Regions from separate parts of the Mus musculus genome. Here region 2 is linked to region 1. The links are chromatin contacts, called in public HiChIP or PLAC-seq maps. All regions are on one chromosome and are shown on one strand. The core of a region is the stretch at or near the end of the contact, and the rest is flanking DNA. Distances in the headings are between cores, read along the strand shown. Region 1 holds the start of Kcnq4 (potassium voltage-gated channel, subfamily Q, member 4). Region 2 overlaps Nfyc (nuclear transcription factor-Y gamma).

What was found. HiChIP or PLAC-seq counts read pairs in DNA pulled down with a chosen protein or histone mark.
Region 2: a contact with region 1 is called in an H3K27ac HiChIP or PLAC-seq map of embryonic stem cells, with 5 read pairs. The contact joins the enhancer-like site here to the promoter of Kcnq4 in region 1. A contact is called at or near these places in 1 of 39 promoter capture datasets (cranial neural crest), 5 of 115 datasets of contacts at active chromatin or transcription factors (CD8 T cells and embryonic stem cells) and 3 of 9 other capture datasets (adipose tissue, liver and pancreatic islet).

Annotation. Positions count from the first base shown.
Region 1 is chr4:120,744,938-120,750,880 of GRCm38.p6, reverse strand. Kcnq4 (potassium voltage-gated channel, subfamily Q, member 4) reads left to right here and starts at 3,482. Exons shown (of 14, transcript NM_001081142.3): 1 at 3,482-4,021. The coding sequence starts at 3,705.
Region 2 is chr4:120,794,447-120,800,389 of GRCm38.p6, reverse strand. The region is part of intron 1 of Nfyc (nuclear transcription factor-Y gamma); the gene reads left to right. Among named protein-coding and RNA genes, the nearest start is that of Mir30e, 25 kb to the right of the region's middle. Within about 2 kb of position 2,214, at least 39 of the 459 cell types and tissues checked have an H3K27ac peak or open chromatin away from gene starts, as enhancers often do. A contact at or near this core is called in embryonic stem cells, where this site is marked.

The DNA of each region.
Region 1 (5,943 bases), core at 2,233-4,732:
CCAGCACTGGGAGGCAGGCAGGTGGATTGTCGCAGTTTCAAGAGCACCAGGACTATGTAGGCAGCTGCACAGGGAGACCATCAGAGAGATAGGGAAGAAATAGGCAGGTGGGAGGAGCCTGGAGCCCCTCACCTCAACCATTCTTTACCACCTTATGATTCTGTCTGCTAAAAGAAAAAGAAAGAAAGAAAGAAAGAAAGAAAGAAAGAAAGAAAGAAAGAAAGAAAGAAAGAAAGAAAGAAAGAAAGAAAGAAAAGAAAGAAAGAAAGAAGAAAGGGACTCCTGGTGCTGACAGTGGCTGAAAACTGCTGAGTGCAGTCAACCCTCCCACTCCAGCAAGGAATCCGAGCCGTGAAATGACCTGAGGTCATAACAGGAGTCAATACCAGGGATGAAGCTACCCCCAAGAACCAAGGTGCCAGCCACTTCTAGACCTTGATCCTCTCAGATCTGGGCATCCTACCCCCTGGCAGGAGCCAGTGCTAGAGACTCAGAATCATCTCTTAGAATTCCTTCTCCTTGGCACTCAGGGCCTAGGAGTTCTGGGAAAGTGCAAGCCAGTGAGGGCGTGAGCTCCCTGCCTGGTTGTCTCTCCTTGGGTGAGTGTCCCTACCTCTCAGCCCATTTCCCACAAAGCACCGGACTCTGTTCTTTGTAAAGGAGAGGATCTGGCCCCCAGCTGGTGCTCAGCAAATGGGAACCCTCTCCCTCCCCACCCTTCCTCGCAATCAATACCTGCTCCATTGATGGATGATGGAGACAGTGATGGATTACAGCAGATCAGGGAGTTGGCCTGTTCTTATACAGCCCTGGAAACTCAAGAGCCAGGGAGAAACATGGGTCAGGGGATGAGCTCAGAAGACTAGGCAGGGTTCCCAAGGAGCTGAGGAAGCAGAGTTGAGGAAGTTGCAGAGGGTGGAGTCAAGGGCATAGATGTGGGAGTTAGAGAATGGTGTGTGGAAAGCCATAGCATACCCCACCTCCCTCCAGTAGGGAGGCTAGACCTGGGAGCCAGAGACAGCTGTTTGCTCAGAAAAGTGTCTTAGTCACTAAAGCCTGCTGTGGGGAAAGTCCGTTCTCTGTCATGTCCTGGGAATCCGGATGGGCACAGGAAGGCCACTGAGTAACACTCAAGAGTAGCCACCTGTCCTCTCTGGACTCTCCTCTGCCTCCTACACACACACACACACACACACACACACACAAACACACACACACACACACCACACCCTAGGAAGAACTCTCTCTTGTCTCCCTCCTCTTACTATCAATGCACATGACCCTCCACGAGGTGCTGACCTTCAAAGATAGCCTCTGGGACCTCTGTAGGTGCTTCTGAAATCTAGCTTCCATCCCAACAGGAACTACAGTTCTCTTACCTTCCCCCAGCCTTGGATGGGGTAATATAGGCCATGAACTGGAAAAAATGACGAGGACCCTCTCCTGCGGAGTTCCATTCACAGAGAGAAGGGAAGCTTGGCAATCACCCACACGAGAAGGGGAGCATGGGTTCATAGGTGGCACTCAACTGGAGGATCAGATTTCCCAGAACAGACCCAATTTTAGATATCCCAAGTGCTGATAAGGGCAACCTGAATTCAAGTTCCGTTTCAGCTAAGATCAAAGCCTCAAAAGACCCCAGCAGCCACTTTCCGTTGTGTAATTTGAATTCTTGACTTGAGTCCCATCCCTGGGCCTCTGATTGAGAACTTGCAGTTTACCAGTCAGGAGAGACAATGCCATATATGGGGTGGGGGATATACGGGCTTCAGCTTATAGGGAGAAGATAGCTATATCTAGCCCTGGCACTTGCAACCATAGTGCGCACCCCCCCCCCGCCCCCAAGTCTAGAAACCTTCAGTTCTCAGTAGGTCAGGGCATGACCTATGCAGGAGCACTGCGCACTCCCAGCACCAGCAGCAGTGGGAGAGATTCAGGTCAGACCCCAGAATGCATCCCAGCTGGGCAGGAGGGTAAGGGTCGCTAGGGGTTGGGGTACAGGCTGCCAAAGGTAGCTTGGGAACTTCGAATCCTACCCACCCTCACGGTCCATAGCCCTCCCTCCAGCCCTCCCGCTCTGGCGCTCAGCAGATCAATGCTGCCTTTGCTGACAGCTGAGAATCGAGCTTGCAGCCCGCCCCCCCCTTCCAGCTAGCTGTGTCCCCCGAGATCCTCCCCGAGGAGTGAAGAAGAGTTTGCTGCGGAAGCGCTTCACCCTGGGGCAGGGCCTGCGGAGGGAGCGGGAGCGTCTGGTTTGGCCATCGCTTTAGGCTGGGGAAGAAGGAAGGAGGGCCAGCAAACCCGAATCATCACCTAGTACACGGTCAGGAGGGCGAGGGAAAAGGGGCCAGACAGCTCACAGCGGAGACGGAGGTCAGGCACCGAGAACTTTTTGCTGGAGAGGGGTGCTCCTAGAGAAAGTCCTGGTGGGGTGCTATAGGCCTTTGGGAGTGCTCTGTCCGTTCCCCTAATACTGGCCCCTAGTACGTTTATTTCTATACTTCTATCTGCCCTAAACAAGCTTTTCTGGGCTAGAGTGGGAGAAGGGGGTGGCGGGTGTGAATCCCACGGAGCGGAGATGGAGTGGGGAGATGAGGGCAGGTACGTAATCAGGGAGGGAGCGTCCCCTCTGCTCAGGGTGATCAACTGGGGTCTCCTCCTTCATCAACAAGACGGGAGGAGAGACGCATCTGGGCACAACTGTGAGCTACACCACCCCACACATCTCTCGATAGCTGTAGGGCACCGGGCCCTTCAAGTAACAACAGCAGGAGGAACGGAAGCTGCTGTCCCAACTTCACTCGGCCCTCAGCGCATTTTAAACACCCTGCACTAGAAACCGAGGGCACGACCCGACGGGCACACCTCCTCGCTTACATTACCCATCGCGCTGTACTGCCCGGTTCTGCACACTCTTCTGTACTCTCATCCATCTATCTATCCACCCACCCACCCACCCACCCATCCATCCATCCATCCACCCACTCACTCTGAACCCACGCAGACCCACGGCTGGCTAGCCAACTCTCACAAGTAGGCACTTCTCTGGACACAAACACCTCCACTCTACAATGTAAGTGTCCCTCGAGCTACCGCGGCCACAACTCCACACTCCACGCTCCACTTTCCACAACCACTCACCAGGCGTCCCAACCTCCCTCCCCAGAGCGGGCCACCAGGGCCACACCACTCGTACACGCCCGGCCTCGGGGCCCGGCGCGCTGCCCGCGCCACGCGCTCGGGGCCGGGACACACCGACTGGGCGGACCGCGCGCCCTGCTCCGCCGCGTCCGACCCGGGTCCCCCTCCCGGTGCTCTTCTCTCTCGCTCCCTCCCCGATTTGGGAAGGCGGCCGCGGGGCGGGCGGGGGAGGGGCGGGGCGGGGCGGGGGAGGGTGACATGTGAGCGGCGCGCCGGCGGCAGGTGGAAAGGCGAGCGGCATGGAGCGCGTAATAAGAGAGTTGGAGTCGGAAAGAGCCGCCCCAGTCGCCGGGGAAGCGGGCGGTCAGTACGGGCTCCCGCGGCCCCGAGGCTCCGAGCGACCGCCTCCGGACCCCGCACGGACCCGGCCTGGTCCCTAGCCCCCGCCGCCTGCGTGCGCGCCCAGGGTCGCCTCGCCGGCCCGGGGTTCGAGCCATGCGACTCTGAGCCGCCCGAGCGCGCCCCCGCCCCGCAACGCCCCGGTCCCCCGTCCGGCGCCGCCCATGGCCGAGGCCCCCCCGCGCCGCCTCGGCCTGGGCCCCCCGCCCGGGGACGCCCCCCGCGCGGAGTTGGTGGCGCTCACGGCCGTGCAGAGTGAACAGGGCGAGGCGGGCGGGGGCGGCTCTCCGCGTCGCCTCGGCCTTCTGGGCAGCCCCCTGCCGCCGGGCGCGCCCCTCCCTGGGCCGGGCTCCGGCTCGGGCTCCGCCTGCGGCGGCCAGCGCTCCTCCGCCGCGCAGAAGCGCTACCGCCGCCTGCAGAACTGGGTCTACAACGTGCTGGAGCGGCCCCGCGGGTGGGCCTTCGTCTACCACGTCTTCATGTAAGTTGGAGCCCCCGCACCCCTTGACGTGCCCCGGCTCTGACCCCGCATGAGCCAGACTCCTTGGGGACCGCCACCCCGCGCTGGCTCCACCTCTCTATCCTATTGCCCCGGGGCAGACCCTCACTCAGTTCCCCTCTTGGGCCTGTGCCCCCTTTTCGGTCTCCCAGCCTGACCTAACCCCTGATCTCCCAGCCTTGACCCCTGTTGCCCTGGCGTCTAACCTCTTCTGCCTGCTCTCCTTACTTTCATCCTGATCGCAGAGCCCCACTGCTCTGATCCGTCATTCAGCTTCTTGCTCTTCTCTGCTTTACCAAGTCCGAAGCCGCTAAAGTGGGACTCTCCTTATCTTTTGTTCACCTCACCCTCCCTGTGTCCCAGACACAGAAGACCCTAGCCCCTACATTATTTTTCTCCCCTCAGGCTCTGTAGTTATGTTGTGCTCCCACCTGGTCCCCTTGGAGATTTCTCTCTTCAGAGACAGGCTGTACCCAGATCAGGGCTGTCTAGGGTCCCTATGGCTCTGACAGGCCTGTGTGCTGTTTCCAACTTTATCCGTGTCTTCTTTAGTCTTGCTCCGCACCCTCAACTTCGAAGTACCCAAGGCAGCAGGCTGCCCTGCCTGCCCTGCCCTGTCCTGCCTTGCCCTGAAGGCTGGGCCCAGCTCTCCTGCCTTGCTGGCCAGCTGTACTAGGCCTGGCTCTGAGCATGGGGAAAAAGAAAGAAGAGAGGGGTATGTTTGGAAACAATGCCGCTGTGGGGCCCCTCCTCCTCTCAGCAGGCTCCTACAACTTTCAAAACACTGACCCCTCTTGGATGTAGAGAGTGAATTTTGGCAGCTCGGAAGGCAGTCTTGGGGGAAGGCCTGGTCGGACCAGGAACATGAGAGGCCCAGGCCATATCGGTTAAAGGGCTGGGCCTGGTGCTGAGATGCTGAGAAGTGCCTGGGAGAGACAATGAGCTGCTCTTACCACTGCCTGCTCCAGGGTCTCCAGGGCAGCCCGCTTTGTCCACCTGATAGTCACTTGACAATCTGTCCCTATGCAAGACTTGAGTTTCCCTTTGTGTGTGAGTTAGCTTGTCTGTTAATCTCTCTACCTGTCTGTCCCACAGCCTTTCTGTTGGTCTGTCTGTCTTCGTGCTTTGTGGGCCTATCCTCTTACTTATTTTGATGTCTGTGTGTCCATCTGTCTATCTCTCTGTTCACCTGCTTGGCCACCCTTCTATCTGGCTTTCCCCACCCGTGTCTTTCTGCTTGTCCTCCTTGTATGCCCTCTTACCTCTGCCCCATGAGTCCGGGGGGTGGGGGGTTGGGTACAGAATCTCAGGGGAAGAGGAAGATGGTACCAGGAAGAACAAAGAAAGGGAACTTTCTACAGACCCACTTAGAATACTTAGAGTGGCAGCTGTGGCTTTGTGCAGAGACCCCAGGCTGAGACTCTGCTGGGTGTAAGGCCAGGCTTTGGATCCCAGTGAATAATCAGGGGCAGCCCACATCTCAGTGCACCCAAAAGACCTGGACGGACGTCTGTTGGATGTAGCTGTCAGTGGAGTGATATAGTTCAATGCTGGTGGACTAGGGGCTCCAGTGTCCACTGAACATTAATACGCCAGAGCCCCTTATGTGCCTAGGGAGGCTAAGACACAGGGCACAGCTATGCTTTCCACAGGCTCTTCCCTGGAGGTGACTTTTCCAAGTCATGGCAGGGCCTAGAGAAGTCAGTTGGCTCCTAACTTAGTTCCTTGGCCCCAGGCTGGGGCCGTCAAGTAGAGATGAAAACAGCCTAACCCTGACCAACCACTACTGTAGCTTCTTTAGAGGGGCCTCCCTTCTTACCAGGAGCTAAATCGGATGACACCTTTGCCCCACATCCGCCTCTCTCCAGATGCCAGGAATGCCCTGGCTAGGGGCAGCCCTGTCC
Region 2 (5,943 bases), core at 965-3,464, 51 kb before region 1:
AAGGGGGAAGGGAGGGAAGGGGAGAGAGAAAAGAAAGAGAAACTTAAGTACTTAATATCTAATTATCCTATTCACTGTGTTGGAAACTTAAGTAATTTAATATGCCTAGTTGTGTAAAATTGGAATGATACTGATAAATTTATCACTGAGCTAAATGAAGATGTACTAAAGGTAATGTTTGTGTCAAGTGATTTGTAAATTCCAAAATTCCAAAGTTGTCATCTTTAAATACTATTCAGAATCACACTTCTTAATTCTGGAAACAGAAATCTTGCCAGAAATTTGGCAAAGTTTATTTGTAAATCTCAGATGGCCTAGGAAGCAAAATGACACAACCTAGCTGCATAGGCCTTGATCTTTCTCCAGCTAATGTCAGGATTTCCTTTAGTGTCAAGGCCTGAAAAACTAGTTGCTCTACATTCTTTTGCAACAATGCATTTATTCTCTTTTGCCTGGAGAGTCAAAGACAGTACATTTATTACTTCTGTGGGGCAGAGGACGCAGGCCCAGCCTACTTTCTAATGAAGGCTGGGCAGGTTAGGAGTCATGGAAGCCACAGAAGAGCTGTGTGCTCCAGAAAAGCTTCATCCCGGGTTCTTTGAAAGAAAGTGGTGAGTGAATAGAGCATATGACATTGCTCTAATTAGTACCCCTTTTCTTTAAGGGGCCACATACTTTAGGATTTGCAAGCCTTGTGGTTTCTTTTGAAAGCCATAGAGAGCTCAAGCAAATGAGAATTGCATCTTCAAGGAAATTTCATTTACAAAACCAAACCACGCATCATATTTACTTTGGGGGCAGTAGTTGTTAGGCTCATGCTTTAACATTCTTCACTCAATTTTTAGTTGTTTTAAATCGTCCTACAAATTACTTACGGTAGTGCATACTACATACGGCATTACTGTCATACATTCTGGTATGATTGAAGCTGGGGTGAGGAAAGTTGGGGAGTAAAAAATATGTATGCCATATTCTATTCCACAGCAACAAAACTTAAAATACCTTCTTCACATCATGTCACTTCCATTGTATGTACTAGTTGCTGTACCTTTTTCTTTTCCTGTTAAAACCTAGCTATATGATCTGGCCCTTGTTTCATCTTATAGTAGATAGCAAACAGAAACATGGTTTTGAAGGAGAAAATGTGCCTCTGTTGCCAGTTTAAAAGTATGTCCTTGTGAGCAGATCTTTAAGGAGAATGTATATAGCCAAATCCAACACTAGATTGTAGACAAACCCTCAGCTGATCTTGATAGTAGTCAGTTGGGTCAAGTAAGACTCCATTTTTGTAGTGGTGTCTATGTGGTAGACCAGCATACTAACAAGTCTGTCTCTCTCAGCTTCTTTGATTTTCAGATTATAATATGTGTATGAGTGTTTGCCTACATGTTTGTATGTGCATGATGGATCCCCTAGAATTGAAGTTACATATAATTGTGAACCACCATGTATATGCTGGAGGTTGAACCCAGGTCCTCTGCTAGAACAGGTGCTCGTAAGCTCTGAGCCATTTCTTCAGCCCCCACAAACTGGTCTCTTAATTTGTAGAACAGTGTTATTTTTTTTCCTTCTGAAGTTGTCGGTTTGTGATTGGTTTTATGATGGAAACTGAAGGCTTGAAATGATTTTTAGCCAAGGTGATTGATAACGGCATATTCTAAGGTTCATCTTTATGTGAGAAGCAAATTATTGGTAGAATTGTTTAGAAATTCTAGTTTTCAATTTCTTTTTTCCTTTGCAATTTAGATGGTTATCTAACATAGCATGCACAAAGTAGTCTGTCTCATCACTTCCTTTCTTCCTCATCTGCTTATTCAGATTAACATTTTCTCTTCATTGCTCAGTTGCTGTTTTAAATGTAACACTTGAAGAGTTTTGGTTGGTCATTGAATACTTAAGCAAAGCTGGAACTTTAAGTGCTTTTAACAGTGACAGGAAGATGTGGTCAAAAAGTAAAAAGGTGCCAGGCGTGGTGGCGCATGCCTTTAATCCCAGCACTTGGGACGCAGAGGTTGGTGGATTTCTGAGTTTGAGGCCAGCCTGGTCTACAAAGTGAGTTCCAGGACAGCCAGGGCTACACAGAGAAACCCTGTCTCGAAAAACCAAAAAAAAAAAAAAAAAAAAAAAAGTGTGCAGGGCTCTGTGGTAGAGCACTTGCCTAGTATACACAGGCATGGGTAGTTGGGGTGGGAGTCCGAACCCAGATGTAATCTTAGTCCTTAGGAAACTGATGCAAATGAGTGTTTAGGCAAGCAGTGAACTGTGTAGTTGCTTAGAGGCCAGCCCCATGTTAACATAACATTCAAAGCTCCACAGTGCTGTAAGAACAATGACCAAAAAGGAGTGGGGATAGGGACTTTCTCACTTTTTTTTTTTTAAGATTTATTTATTATGTCTAAGTACACTGTAGCTGTCTTCAGACACACCAGAGGCCGTCAGATCTAATTACAGATGGTTGTGAGCCACCATGTGGTTGCTGGGATTTGAACTCAGTACCTTTGGAAGAGCAGTCAGTGCTCTTAACCGCTGAGCCATCTCTCCAGCCCTCACTTTTTTTTTTTTTTAACTTGGCTAATTGGTTGATTTGTGTGTATGTGTGTTTCAGAGGAAAACTTGTGGACATTGGTACTCCTTCCAATATGAGTCCAGGGGATCGAACTCGGGTTGTTAGGCTTGGTGACACATTACTTTATCCACTGTGCTGTCTTGTCTACCCAAGCAAGATAGGTGCTTTGAATAACAGAAAATATGTCTTGGTTTATGTTAAGTTGGAGGCACTGGAATGGTTGAAGATGATAGCCCAAAAGACCTATGCAGGCTGGATTAGAGACATTAATAAGGAATGATATGGGACTGTAGAGATGGTTCAATGCTTAAGAGAACTCGTTGCTCTTTCAGAGGACTTGATTCCTGGTTGTGTCCCTAGCACTTGCATGGGAGATCATAGCAGCAGTAACTCCAGTTCCAGAGGATCAACACTGCACACTTAGAGCATACAGGGGTGTGTGTGTGTGTGTGTGTGTGTGTGTGTGTGTGTTAGTACCAACACATACAATTGCTTTTCACAGTAAAGGCCTAAGATTTTTTTTACATTTAATAGGGAGAGCATTGTTTTTAGTTTTTTTTATTTAAAAAAAAAAAACAGGTTTGGTCAGCCTTTTAGCAGTAAACATTATTGATCAAGAAGTGGCCTTTTTTTGTTCTTTTGTTTTGTTTTTTCGAGACAGGGTTTCTCTGTGTAGCCCTGGCTGTCCTGGAACTCACTCTGTAGACCAGGCTGGCCTCGAACTCAGAAATTCACCTGCCTCTGCCTCCCAAGTGCTGGGATTAAAGGCGTGGGCCACACACCCGGCCACTTTGTTCTTGTTTTTTAAATAGGTTTTCACTGTATGGCCCAGATTACTTTCAAGATCTCTGAAACTCTTAACCTTTTGACCTCTGCCTTGAATGTGGAGAGAGTATGTTTTCCTATATTGGGTTTATGTTTTCCTCTAACAGTTTTGTTGTGTCATTAAGGGTGGGGTTGTGATTTTGAGATTGCTAGGCTCACAGCAAGTTCCTCAATTGTTGAATAGTCTTACCACTCAAGCCTTAAGTCTCTTTCTATCTTACCTTACTTACTGAAATTCATTATAGCCTCCAATTTGGAGTAAACCTCCTACTGACATCATCTTGAGTGCTGGATTACAGGTGTGCAGCAGAACACTTATTTTTTTTTTTTTATTTTTATTTTCGAGACAAGGTCTTGTTCTGTAGCCAGGTAGCCTGGCTTTATTTCTCATATTATGAGGCTGGTTTTGGTATATCCCATACCATAACTAGTTACCACTAATGGTGATTTGATGAAAATGGCTCCAGTCAAAATCAAGACCATGACAATGCAAGAGAACTGTCCCCCTGCTGCTCCCTGATGTGCTCTACTACTGAGCTATATCTTGGGCTTCCAAGAGAGTCATCAAGGTGGCACATTCCACTTTAGAGATCTTTTACAGACTGCAGGCATAGTTCCTTTTTCTTCAAGAATGACAAAGTAACAGGTGTTATTTGCTAATAAGTACCTGTTTGTTCTTAATGATTCAATTGAATCATTGTTTCCAGCTTTTTTGTTGCATTTTTAGATTGAAAATAAGAGTACTGTGAGGAGCTGGAGAGATGGTTCAGTGGTTAAGAACACTGACTGTTCTTCCAGAGGTCATGAGTTCAATTGCCAGCAACTACATGGTGACTCACAACCATCTGTAATGGGCATCTGATGCCCTCTTCTGGTGTGTCTGAAGACAGCAACAGTGTACCCACATACATGAAATAAATAAATAAATCTTTAAAAACAGAGTACTGTGAACCTAGACCTCATGAATATTAGGGAAATCCTCTACAATGAATTAACCCACACCTTCATAGCCTCAACAGAGCCTTAAACTCTCTCTGTAGCCCAGGCAAGACTTGAACTCGTGATTCTTTTGCTGCAGGCCTCCCTCTTGCTGAGATTGCAGATCTGCACTACTAAGCCCAGTTGCAGTTTCTTACTTTATTGGTAATGTGTAAGCCAGACAGAGGTGTTTGCCCCTCCTCCTTACCAGAGTCTGTTTTAAGTGCCTTTTGGAAAGAGGCTCTAAGTTAAAATGATTAATGGTTGTTAAGGACATGCATCCTGTGCTTCTGCATCCACAGCTGCTTTACAGCAACCAAGGCAAAATTCTTGGATGTGTGTGGTCCTTTCTATTATTCCTTTTATATGAAGTTCACCTCAGGTAGTTTTTTGTTTTTTAAGAGATCCTTTGGAGCTAGAATTAACAGGGAGTTGGTTGCAAGCCACGTGGATTTTCCCACTGGTCTGAAACTCAACAGAGATTTGTCTGTCTCTACCTCCCAATTGCTGGAGATTGGTGTGCCACACTACCAAGACTTGGTATTCAGGAAGGGAAACACCTTTACTTGATAAGTCATCTTACCAGCCCGAGAAAACCGTTTATTCTGAGATTCCTATGTAACCACTTCTCTTTGGTTATTCAGGCAATCCTTCCTCTCAGGTCAAGCTGTTCAGGCTTCCCTTTCTTAGGCCATACTGCTCAATGACTCTCGCCCGTCATAGTGGCTACCTTGCCGTCTGCTAGTTGCTATGAGGGAACCAGAGATGGCTCATACAAGCAGCAGACTCAAGGACCTACTACTAGGTTGAGGCTGTTTAGAGAAGTCTGATTTGAGCATTGCAGAAACAATATTTTCATGATGGACTTTGAGTCTTTCCTTTTTAGCTTTGGAAAGGAAACCGTTTATAAAATCAGTTAATTTAAAATCAGACAAATTAATAGATATTGGGAGTTGAAAATACTTCCAGAAATGACAATTGAGTACTTCATCTCATTAAACAAGTCTTATTCAAGTACTTAAAAAGTAATTAATGAACATGAATAATAAATTGAATATCAATAATGAATTAAATCTGAGAAATTCTATATTGCATTTTTCATAAGAGTGATGTAAGTTAATGTGTTTGGTCTAAAGACAGTTTATTTTTGTCTTTGTTATATAAATAGCTTTGTCCAGTGGTAGACAATGACTTAACATAGAATGAAAAGAATCCTAAAGCTCCCAATTCCCACTGACTTCCCACATGGCCTCATTGTGTGGCCCAGGTTGCCCTAAACTTTCCCATTCTCTGCTTCTGCCTCCTAAATGCTGGTATTAGGAGTAATTCTTCTAATTTAAATGTATGTTTCATCACCCAGATGAACCCTGCATGGTTTTCCATGGGGTGTAGAGGTTATAAATGAGCTAATTTTGTAGCAAGATCAATTCAGTTGTCGTTTATGTGCTAATTAATTACTAAAGTAATTCAGGTTACTCCTCCCCACTCCCTTTTGAGTATTTAGCCAGCAGAATTAGTTTGTGTTTATAGTTAGGCTGTCTGTGTTACATTAATATTAAATTATACTTCAGTGA